Regions from separate parts of the Capra hircus genome. Here region 1 is linked to region 2. The links are chromatin contacts, called in public Hi-C maps. All regions are on one chromosome and are shown on one strand. The core of a region is the stretch at or near the end of the contact, and the rest is flanking DNA. Distances in the headings are between cores, read along the strand shown.

Region 1 (5,135 bases), core at 1,790-4,289, 190 kb before region 2:
TCTTACTATTTTGGCATGAGAATTCATTTTCAACATTTTAGAAGTTATATAATTCAGCATGTTCTTATTGCTACTGTTCGTATTTTAAAAATCTTAGCCTTGGCTTCCACATAAATGTGGTTCTTTGTACATGTCCTGTAAAATAAGCACACCGTATATTCTGTGTTCACAGCAGAATGTTTAGTGGCCTGTGTAATTTTAAATGGTTCAAATGTTTATATTTTCCTCCTTAAAATTGTTAGGGAGGTACAGTGAGATTGGCAAGACCTGCTGATGCTTTGAGCCAGCCATATTTTATTTCATCTAAATTTTGTTTTTGCGTAACACTTGGATTTAGCATCTGATAATTAGATTTCTTCCTAGTGAAGAGACGTGCTCTTCCTTGCACTTTTCAAACATGCACCCATGTTTAGGTGCGTTTTGAGCAGGGCACAAGGACAGCCTTGCTGAAGAAGTAGCATTCCCCAGACCGTCCTGTAGGAGAGGACAGAGTCGCGCTGCCCTGTTTCCTGACTTACTCTCCAGATGATGGCGTGTTCAGCGTGTCTCTCTGTCTGTCGTCTTGTGTCTTGGACTGTGTCAGGCAAGCATTGTCTGTTTTAGGTTGTATACTTATTGTTTCCTTTGCACATCATGTGCAGATGGTATCTGATAACTGCTTTTTTAATTAAAAATTTCTTTTGGCTGCACTAGGTCTTTGTTGCTGCATGGACTTTTCTCTAGTTGTGGCGAGTGAGGACTGCTCTCTAGTTGCAGTTCCAGGCTCTTCACTGCAGTGGCTTTTCCTGTGATGGAGCACGGGCTGTAGGGCACGTGGGCTTCAGTGGTTGTGGTGCAAGGTCTTAGTGCCCTGGGGTCAGTGGGATCCTACCAAACCGGGATTGAACCCGTCTTCCCTGCATTGGCAGGCAGATTCTTAACCGCTGGACCACCAGGGAAGTCCTAGATACCTGCTTTTTGAAGTTATTAAATTCTGCTTTGTGGTGCTGTCATGAAGTACAAGAGTGCCTGTGGGTTTTAGCATGCTGGGTTTTTCTTCATTTTAATTTCATAAGATACAGTGTATAAAGTTACAGCTGACTTTCTCTGTGTTTTCTCAGATTTATTTTGGATCATTTAAAAAAAAAAAAATCAGTTCCTTTGTTTGGATGGTAAAAGATGAGACAATAATTTATCCAGTGGAAACCAGTATATTTGTAAGCTTGTGTTTGTGTGTATGTGTGTGTATGTACTCATTCATGTCCAACTCTTTTGTGACCCCAGGCTGGGGTGACCTCCAGGCTCCTCTGTCCATGGAACCAAGCAAGAATACTGGAATGGGTTGCCATTTCCTTCTCCAGGGGATCTTCCCAACCCAGGGATTGAACCCAAGTCTCCTGAATCTCCTGCATTGCAGGTGATTCTTAACTCGCTGAGCCACCAGTTAACCCCTTGTAAGCCTAAGAGTCCCTAAATCTTTGTTCAGGGTCTGACTTTCCAGTTTATGACCACCTGATAGTAACGTTTTCTTCTTTGTTTTTGGCTGAACAGTTTCACATATTCTGTGCTCTTAAAATGATGCTCTTCTCTGAGCATAAACCATAGAGCATTTGTTGTTATATATAATATATGATGATGAAATATAATGGGGTCTGTAATAGTGTCATTTGCTCACCACTGATGAGTCATGTAGATTTTAGAATCTGGTTATTCCACTTTGTATTGTTATCTAGTCGCTCAGTCGTGTCCGACTCTTTGTGACCCCATGGACTGTAGCCCACCAGGCTTCTCTGTCCATGAAATTTCCCAGGCAAGAATACTAGAGTGGGTTACCATTCCCTTCTCCAGGGGATCTTCCCGACCCAGGGATCGTACCCAAGTCTTCTTCATTGGCAGGTGGGTTCTTTACCACTGAGCCACCAGGGAAGCTCCGGTTGTAACACTTACCAGAACTTAAAATATGTAGTGAATGAAATGGCTGTCTGTTGTGGCATGGGTGTTTGCCATAGATTTGATGAGAGATGGCTTGGAGATGGTAGAAAATAAGAGGAACAAGGGAGCCAGGGGTGAGGAGACCAGCTGAACTGCAGCAGGACAGCCCATGTCCCATGTGCAGAATCTTAACTGTCCACCTAGGTAGAGCTGCCTAAAGGCCAGGCTTTTATTCAGCTCCCAAGTATAGTGATGTGAAGTTGAGGTGAAGGGATCCGTAGTAATTCTGGGGTTAAGATGGAGTCAGGACCCTCAGCAGAAAAAGCTGGTTCTTCGTCAGGAGATTGGTTGGAAGCAAGTGTAGTCATGGGCGTCCAGGGTCACCTGCTGTCCCAGCAGGTGCCCGAGTCCCAGCTAAAACCAGGTTGGGGGTGGGATGATCAGAGCTGCTGATGTGAGAAAGAAAGCCTCAATTTGGGGAGCCAGTGGGTGGTCCCTTTGATCCCACAGGATGGCTGGAGGCTTGATCAGCGGCTCAGGGATGAGAATAGTCAGCGTCTACAGGAAAGAGCAGGGGAGCCATCTACTGACAGCACAGGTAAAACGATATGGTGAAGGCTGAGCATACCGCTGTGTTAGCACTTGGTGAGTGTTAAACCTACTCTGCAGAAGTTTGTCGTTTTCAATATATGCCATTGTGTAGAAATGGGAGAGTGTTGAGCATCTTTCTATGCCTGGGGGATCCTTTGGAGTTCTTGAGGTAGGAAGAGGGAGCAGGGACAGAGATAGAGGGCTCTACTGCTGCCGGCATTGGGGGGGGTGGGGTCGGGGCGCGGGGGCGGTGGGGGTGGGGTGGCGGGTGGGTGGGATTCACAGCACAGAGTAAGGAGCCCCACCTCAGAGAGAAGAACTGAATAGTGTGCACAGAGTAAGGTGGGCTGGAAGGGCATGGAAAGCACCAGTCAGGAGGAAGCAGTGGGTGAGCTTCTGAGGAGAGGTGATGATGCAGGGTTGCTGCTGAGGGACAGAAGGAGAGGGAAGTGACTGGGACTGTGGGCAGGGATTGTGGGCATGGTTGAGGGACCCTGAGGTCAGAGACCATGACTGCAGGGCATGGCGGGCCTGTGTGATGGCTCTCCAGACAGGCTCTGCAGCCTGGCGCAGCAGGCTGGCCGGTCCAGAGGAGATCGAGTGGGGAGAATTGAAGTTCTATATGAGAGGATGATGGAGATGATGGCCCCTGGGGCCAGAGTGATAATGCAAGGACATGGAGTCAGAAGAGAGTGTCAGCAGGCCTAGTGCAGGATTCGGGAGCTTTGGCTGGAGTGCCGGGCGTGGAAGTTTAAGAAGTTGTCAGGGGAGCAGTGGCACTGAGACCGGGTGTGGCTCTAGGAGGGACAGTTGGAATGGAGTCGGGGTCAGGGTCTTTCCTCTGTAAAGGGAGCTAGTTAAGTTGTTTGGAGTGACCATGGGCCATGAAATGGCCATTCCTAACTGTTCTCTCCTGGTCGTGTTAGCACTGCTCTGGATGGCTCTTTTAAAGCCACCTGCACCTCAGGCAAGATGCCAGAATTTTAAGAAAATTCCTGACAGTAATGCCAAAGTGACGGGGCTCACAGATTCGAGTACTTTTGATGACTGGAGCAGAGGAGGTTGAGAAGATAAATATGAAGAGTGGAATTTGAGGAGAAATTTGAGAATAAGGACCCTCTGAAGAGAGAGAGGAGAAATGGTTTATGGCATGATTTCAGCTAACAGAGTTAAATGCTGAGTGTTAGGAGACATACAGGTGTTTTGTGGGGTATTAATGTAATAAACAGAAGAAGCGTGCTTGGAAGCAGGGAGGATGTGGTGCTTTGTTTGACTTCATTTCTGATGATCACTTTCCAGGTACTTCTGAGAGTTTGCCTCTCGTGTGTGGATTTGAACCACCTCTGAGGCCTCCACCCTTAGCTGACTGATTTATAGGAAGGTCACAGCTATTTCAGAAATTAGAATTATCGAACATTTTGTAAATTCAGTCAAATGACAGTCTTTGCAAGCTTTATTTACTTCCTGAAATCACATCAGCTCTTCACACCCTCCCTGTAATGAAGCTGATTAGCTTTTGCCTCTAATGTTTGTATTTGAAGCTGAAAACCATGTTAGAAATTCCAAACACTTCAGCCATAAGCTTCAGTCATGTGTACACTTAGAAGATAAACATTCTTTTAAAAATTTTATTACTCATTGAGGTAAGTCAGACAGAGAAGGACAAATGTCCTACGACATCCTTTATATATGGAATCAAAAAGAAATGATATAAATGAACTTTCAAAACAGAAAGAGACTCACAGACTTAGAGAATGAACTTATGGTTGCCAAGGGGAAGGGATAGTTAGGGAGTTTGGGATGGACATGTACACAGCACCAAAGAATTGATGCTTTTGAACTGTGATGTTGGAGAGGACTCTTGAGAGTCCCTTGGACTGCAAGGAGATCCAGCCAATCCATTCTGAAGGAGATCAACCCTGGGATTTCTTTGGAAGGAATTATGCTAAAGCTGAAACTCCAGTACTTTGGCCACCTCATGCAAAGAGTTGACTCATTGGAAAAGACTCTGATGCTGGGAGGGATTGGGGGCAGGAGAAGGGGATGACAGAGGATGAGATGGCTGGATGGCATCACCGACTCAATGGACGTGAGTCTGAGTGAACTCCGGGAGTTGGTGATGGACAGGGAGGCCTGGCGTGCTGCAGTTCATGGGGTCGCAAAGAGTCAGACACGACTGAGTGACTGGACTGAACTGTACACAGTGTTATATTTAAAATGGATAACCAACAAGGACCTCCTGTATAGCACAGGGAACTCTACTCAGTGTTATGTGGCAGCCTAGGTGGGAAGGGAGTTTGGAGGAGAATGGATACATATATGTGTATGGCTGAGTCCCTTACCTGAAACTATCACAGCATTGTTTGTTAATCGGCTATACCCGATATAAAAAGTTTAAAGTTGGGAAAAAAATTTATTATTCGTGAATTTTAGATCTGTTTTAAGGAGTAATGAAAGGGGCCAGTCAGCATCCTTGTCTGTCCAGTTTTGGGGCTTGGTGTAGGGGTGTCTCCATTTAGCATCAGTCAGGGTGCTGCGAGGAGGAGTGTAGGGGATGCGGAGGGGGCTGGGAAATCACAGCTGGCCTGCTCCCCTGTCACCACTGGCCACCGCCCCAGGGTAACCTGCAGAGA
Region 2 (4,972 bases), core at 954-3,453:
GTTTTGTATTACTTAGTCATTTCTTATATCCGTATGTATATATTGGAAAGAAGGCCTCTCTCTGGCCACCTTGTCTTCAGGGGAGCCAGTGAGAAGGCGCCGCAGTGGAGGCCGGGTCCGAGTGAGAGAGAGGACAGCTCTCAGCTTGTTGGGAGGACAGCGTGGCAACCAGTGGGGTGGACCACAGAAGCAGAGGAGCCGGTGCTCTGGAGTCCTTGGAAATTTTTCTCATTTTTCCGGTTTTGGAAAATTGGTTGGGGAGAATGTGAAACTTTAAAACAGTTGTTTCTAAGTTGAATTGTTACTGAAGGGTGAATTCTTTGTGTAATGTTGGAAAGTGAGTGGGATGTTGATGACCCATCCTGAACTTCTGTTATTGAGGGTAAGCACTGACTGTTATTTTCAATCCTTGGGAATTTTAGGTAACCAGATTAGAACTCCAGAGTGACCTTTTGTTTTTCATACTCTTTGTAAGGGAACAGGCTGAAGGGAGAATCACAGTTAATAACAGTTCTCTAGTTAATGGAGACCCCCGTCTAGTGATGTTGTGGATATTGTGTAGTGATGGATTTTAACCTCTAAGCAGAGATTGTGGGCCCAGTGGCACCAAAGTAAGCTTAAATATTATACTTTATTGTCACTGTTTTTAAAGTAAAAAGTATACATTCTATTTATTCCATCAGCTGGGAATTATTTTCTTATACAAGTACAGTATAAAACATAAAATAGTTAAAAACAGACTACTCCACTTACATATGAAGGTAGTAAGTATGTGAACTTTTATTTCCGCTTTTAAATAATGTAAGACAGTTCTTTATTCCCTTTGAGAGAATGTTAATAAAAAATGAAGAATGTGGTAACTTAACACTGGTCTTGTTATAAGATCAGCCAAATATCCTGCACAGTCAAGGGTAGTTTTACTCAAAACATTACTCCAAGTGCCTAACAGTCATCGAACCAGTGAAGCCCTGGCAAGGATGCCCTTCCTTCTTAGTTTTTCTCCAGTCATTCCTTACTAAAAGTTGTTCATTTTTTCAAAAATTACACTTGCAGAATGATGGGTCTGTTTTCTTTCTAATTCAGGTGGCTAGGTTACAATGTTGTCAACCATCGAAACAAACCAACACGCAGGAGGAGGAGAATCTCTGTGCAGACTGATAGGCATCATGAAAGCCCTTTGTCGCAATGAGCAGTACAGTCATTATTTCTTCAAAAGCATATACCCCATGTATTTCTAGAAAATGTTGCAGTGTATAAAGAATGGATTTTAAATTGTGAGAGCTTAGCTTGCAGATAGAGTTCAGTGAATGTATGGTGGTCATTCCTTGCTCTCAGCGTGCTCAGGGGCAGCTCTCGCTTCTCTGCCTGAGCACCTACCCAGAATCTCCATAGTGCTCACTCTGCCTTGCTCACCCTCTAATCCACTGTGCCGTGCTGTAATTTTTGAGTTGCTGTTGAGGAGAAACTGCAGTGTGTAATATCTGTGTGTTTGCATATATAATTTAGGGGATTAACTGGTGGGAGCATCCTGAGTTACCAGACTTGAGTGCACCTTGGTGTTTCTTCCTTGTATGTGTTAGGGGCCCATCGTGCTGAACTCTTGTCGGTGGAGAAGAACTTGGGAGCCTGGTTTAGTTACTTTCTGAGTTTCTGATTTCTACTATTAGGGGTGAGATACTCGAGTGGTCTTTAAAGGGCACCTAGTTTTTATTTTCATTTTAAACTATGTAGTTCTTGCCAATCTGTATGCAGTAAATGTTCTGAAAAGAAAGTATAAAGTTGCTGTCGTAGGATGAGTCATTTCTTAGGTAACAGGAAATGGGCTTTATAAAAGGATGTTTTATTACAGTGAACATTCAGCCTCAGTTTATTTCCTATATTCAGATTATTTTTAAATAAGATATAACCAGTCCATTAGGAGGTGTTTGAGAGCTAGAAATCAGAAATAAAACTTGAAGAGTTGCCAGTCTGCTATATTTCATCAGGGTCCAAGAAACAGCACAGTTTCAGCAGAACAGGTTTAATATAGAGAGGTTAAATATAACAAGATTGAAGTGACAGAGGATTAGCCAGTAGAAAATGAAAGAGAACTCTGGAGAATGCGAGGGATCACCCGTGAGGAGGTCAACAGCAGTGGTGCTGAGGTGGAGCCTGCCCCACGCGCCCGAGGCTCACTATGGGTGTCGCTGGGTGGACTTACAGGGAACCTGCCCTCTGAGGGCCCAGGGAAAGCAGTGCTGGAGGACCTGTCTTGTCAGAGACCGAGTGCCTGAGTACCCTTGGAAGTGTCGGAAGCTGCGGCCTGCCTGCCTGCTCAGGGGACTCGGAGGAGAAAACCCCTTCCCCTGTCCCTGTCTCTCCAGGCCCCTCTGATCCATCTGCCAGCCCTCTGCCTGCATACCTGAAGTCTTGCTCTTAAAGCCATCTGTTACTGATCTGGTTGAGTGTGTGTTAATCTGCTATTCTTACACAGAGTTGACAGGATAAGACTTAAGGCTCTTTGCATTGAGTTTGTTTATGTGACTAAAAACTCTCTCAGAGACTTTGTCTTAACAATTGTCTTCTACAGAACTTTGGGGCTTCCTAGGTGGCGCTAGTGGTAAAGAACCTGCCCGCCAGTGTAGGAGACATAAGATTCTCATCCCTGGATCAGGAAGATCCCCTGGAGGAGGGCATGGCAACCCACTCCAGCATTCTTGCCTGGAGAATCCCATGGACAGAGGAGCCCGGCGGGGTATACTCCATAGGGTCACAAAGAGTCAGACACGACTGAGCAGTTAACACTTGGAAATACACACTGGAGTTTGATGGCTGAGTATACCAAAAAACAATGTGTGAAGTGAAGTGTAGTCGCTCAGTCGTGTCCGACTCTTTGCAACCCCATGGACTGTAACCTGTCGGGCTCCTCCATCCCTGGGATTCTCCAGGCAGGAATACTGGAGTGGGTTGCCATTTCCTTCTCCAGGAGATCTTCACAACCCAGGGATTGAACCTGGGTCTCCCGCATTGCAGGCAGACTCTTTACCATCTGAGCCACCAGGGAAGCTCCTAATTTATGGTTACTTACTGATTTATTGTAATTGATTATGATTACTTTATGATTCTTAATATTTAAGTATATTGAGTTAAAATGTATTATTTGATTTTACCTCATTTATTTAATGAGTTTTAGAAAATTTCAAGCTACATAAATGACTTTCTTCATGATTCTATTAACAGCATGGCTCTAGATCTATATGTATTGAATAATGCCTCCACCTTTTGGTAGATAATGGAAATGCACTAAAAAGAATAATGATTTTTTAAAATACTGATCATGTGACCAGTTTAATAGCATGATGTGAGTTCCACTGATCTGCAGTGTTAAGGTGTAGTAATTACGTTAATGAAAGGTGGTAGTTAGAAAAGAATGAAAATTAGCCGAAAATGAAATATTTGTGGGATTTTTGTGTGCTGTATGGAGCAGGAGCCCTATTACAAGGCCTGGTTACCATTGGGGAGGATGGTCACATTAAAATATTATCTTTGATTCTTAGTTATCATCAGTGTTACTTAGTCACGTTATAGATTCAGGAAGTTTTTTTTTTTTTCAGTTACAGGAGAGGAAGAAAATCAGTTGGAATTGGAAATTGTTTTTTAAACTTACAACTTAAAAAAAACCTGTTGGTGCGTGTGAGCTTTCTCTGGTCAGAGAGAGCGGGAGCTGCTCTCTGGCCATGGTGCACGGGCTTCTCGATGCAGCTTCCTCTGGCTGTGGAGCGCAGGCTTCAGTAGTTGTGGCACAGGGCTTGTTTGCCCCGTGGCACGTGGGATCTTCCCAGACCAAGGATCAAACCCTGCATTGGTAGGCAGATTCTTAACCACTAGACCACCAGGAAAGTCCAGAAAGGTGATCTCGATTAAACAGATAGTTTTAAGCCAGTTGCAAAGCAACAGAATTCTGTAGAACTATTAAAATTATGTAGTTCTTTAACCTTGATCTCTTCAAAATGTTCATATATACATTTGTCTTTTTAGAGCAAAGAATGCAAGAAGAATTTACTATTTTGTATTGCCCTTTTTATTATGAATCACCTAGAACAGTTTGCAGATAGCTTAATTGTATTTAATTATCCTTAGACTAATTATATGTGAGATATTAATACATAGTGTCAGTTCCTCAGCCGTGTCTGCGTCTTTGGAACCCCATGAACTGTAGCCCACCAGGCTCCTCTGTTCATAGAGTTCTCCAGGCAAGAATAGTGAGTAATTCAGTGGAGTGAGTAGTCATTGCCTTCTCCATGGGATCTTCCCAATCGAGGGACTGAACCTGGGTTTCCCATATTGCGGACACATTCTTTACCATCTGAGCCACCAAGGAAGCCCACCCCATTATTACACAAGCAATGGCAAAAAAGTTTAACCTTTTATGATTTAAAAGTAGTTCATTCTGGTTTGAGCTAGAAAATATCTTGGCATACTTGTGTGTGTATGTGTGTGTGTATTTTACTAAAAGACTGTTTTACTTACATGTAGCTCTTTTAATATATATTATTTAAAACTGGAATACACTCTCCCCTGAGTAGTTAAACTAACTTAAAAATAGAACTCTGAAAACTTTTCGTATAAAAAAGTGTATGTTTTATTCTTTCAGGAGGACATCAGGACGAAATTTTTTTCCTGGTAAGGGACTGCTAATAATATGCACTGTGGAATTAAATTCTTTAAAGTTAGACTTAATTTCATCTTTAAATAATCATTATTTTAAAATACTTAAAAACTTTTCAGTCTTTTATAAGAAGATGTGATCTTAGGGACTGTAGCCCACCAGTCCCTCTGTCCATGAGATTTCCAGGCAAGAATACCGCCATGCCTCCTCCTCACAGGGGGCATCTTCCCCACCCAGGGACTGAACCCATGTCTCCTATGTCTGCTGCATTGCAGGCAGATTCTTTACTGTCAAATTGAAACAGTCAAGATAAATCTAAGGTTT

The links. A called contact is a pair of places that touch in the nucleus more often than the background predicts.
Region 1: a contact with region 2 is called in a Hi-C map of liver, with 3 times the contacts expected there. The contact joins two enhancer-like sites. A contact is called at or near these places in 2 of 5 Hi-C or Micro-C datasets (blood and liver).

The regions. Positions count from the first base shown.
Region 1 is chr21:28,251,710-28,256,844 of ARS1.2, reverse strand. No RefSeq gene overlaps it. Among named protein-coding and RNA genes, the nearest start is that of TRNAS-GCU, 96 kb to the left of the region's middle. Within about 2 kb of position 3,039, at least 1 of the 5 cell types and tissues checked has an H3K27ac peak or open chromatin away from gene starts, as enhancers often do.
Region 2 is chr21:28,057,397-28,062,368 of ARS1.2, reverse strand. All of the region lies in intron 8 of TJP1 (tight junction protein ZO-1), which reads left to right. Among named protein-coding and RNA genes, the nearest start is that of TJP1, 77 kb to the left of the region's middle. Within about 2 kb of position 2,203, at least 1 of the 5 cell types and tissues checked has an H3K27ac peak or open chromatin away from gene starts, as enhancers often do.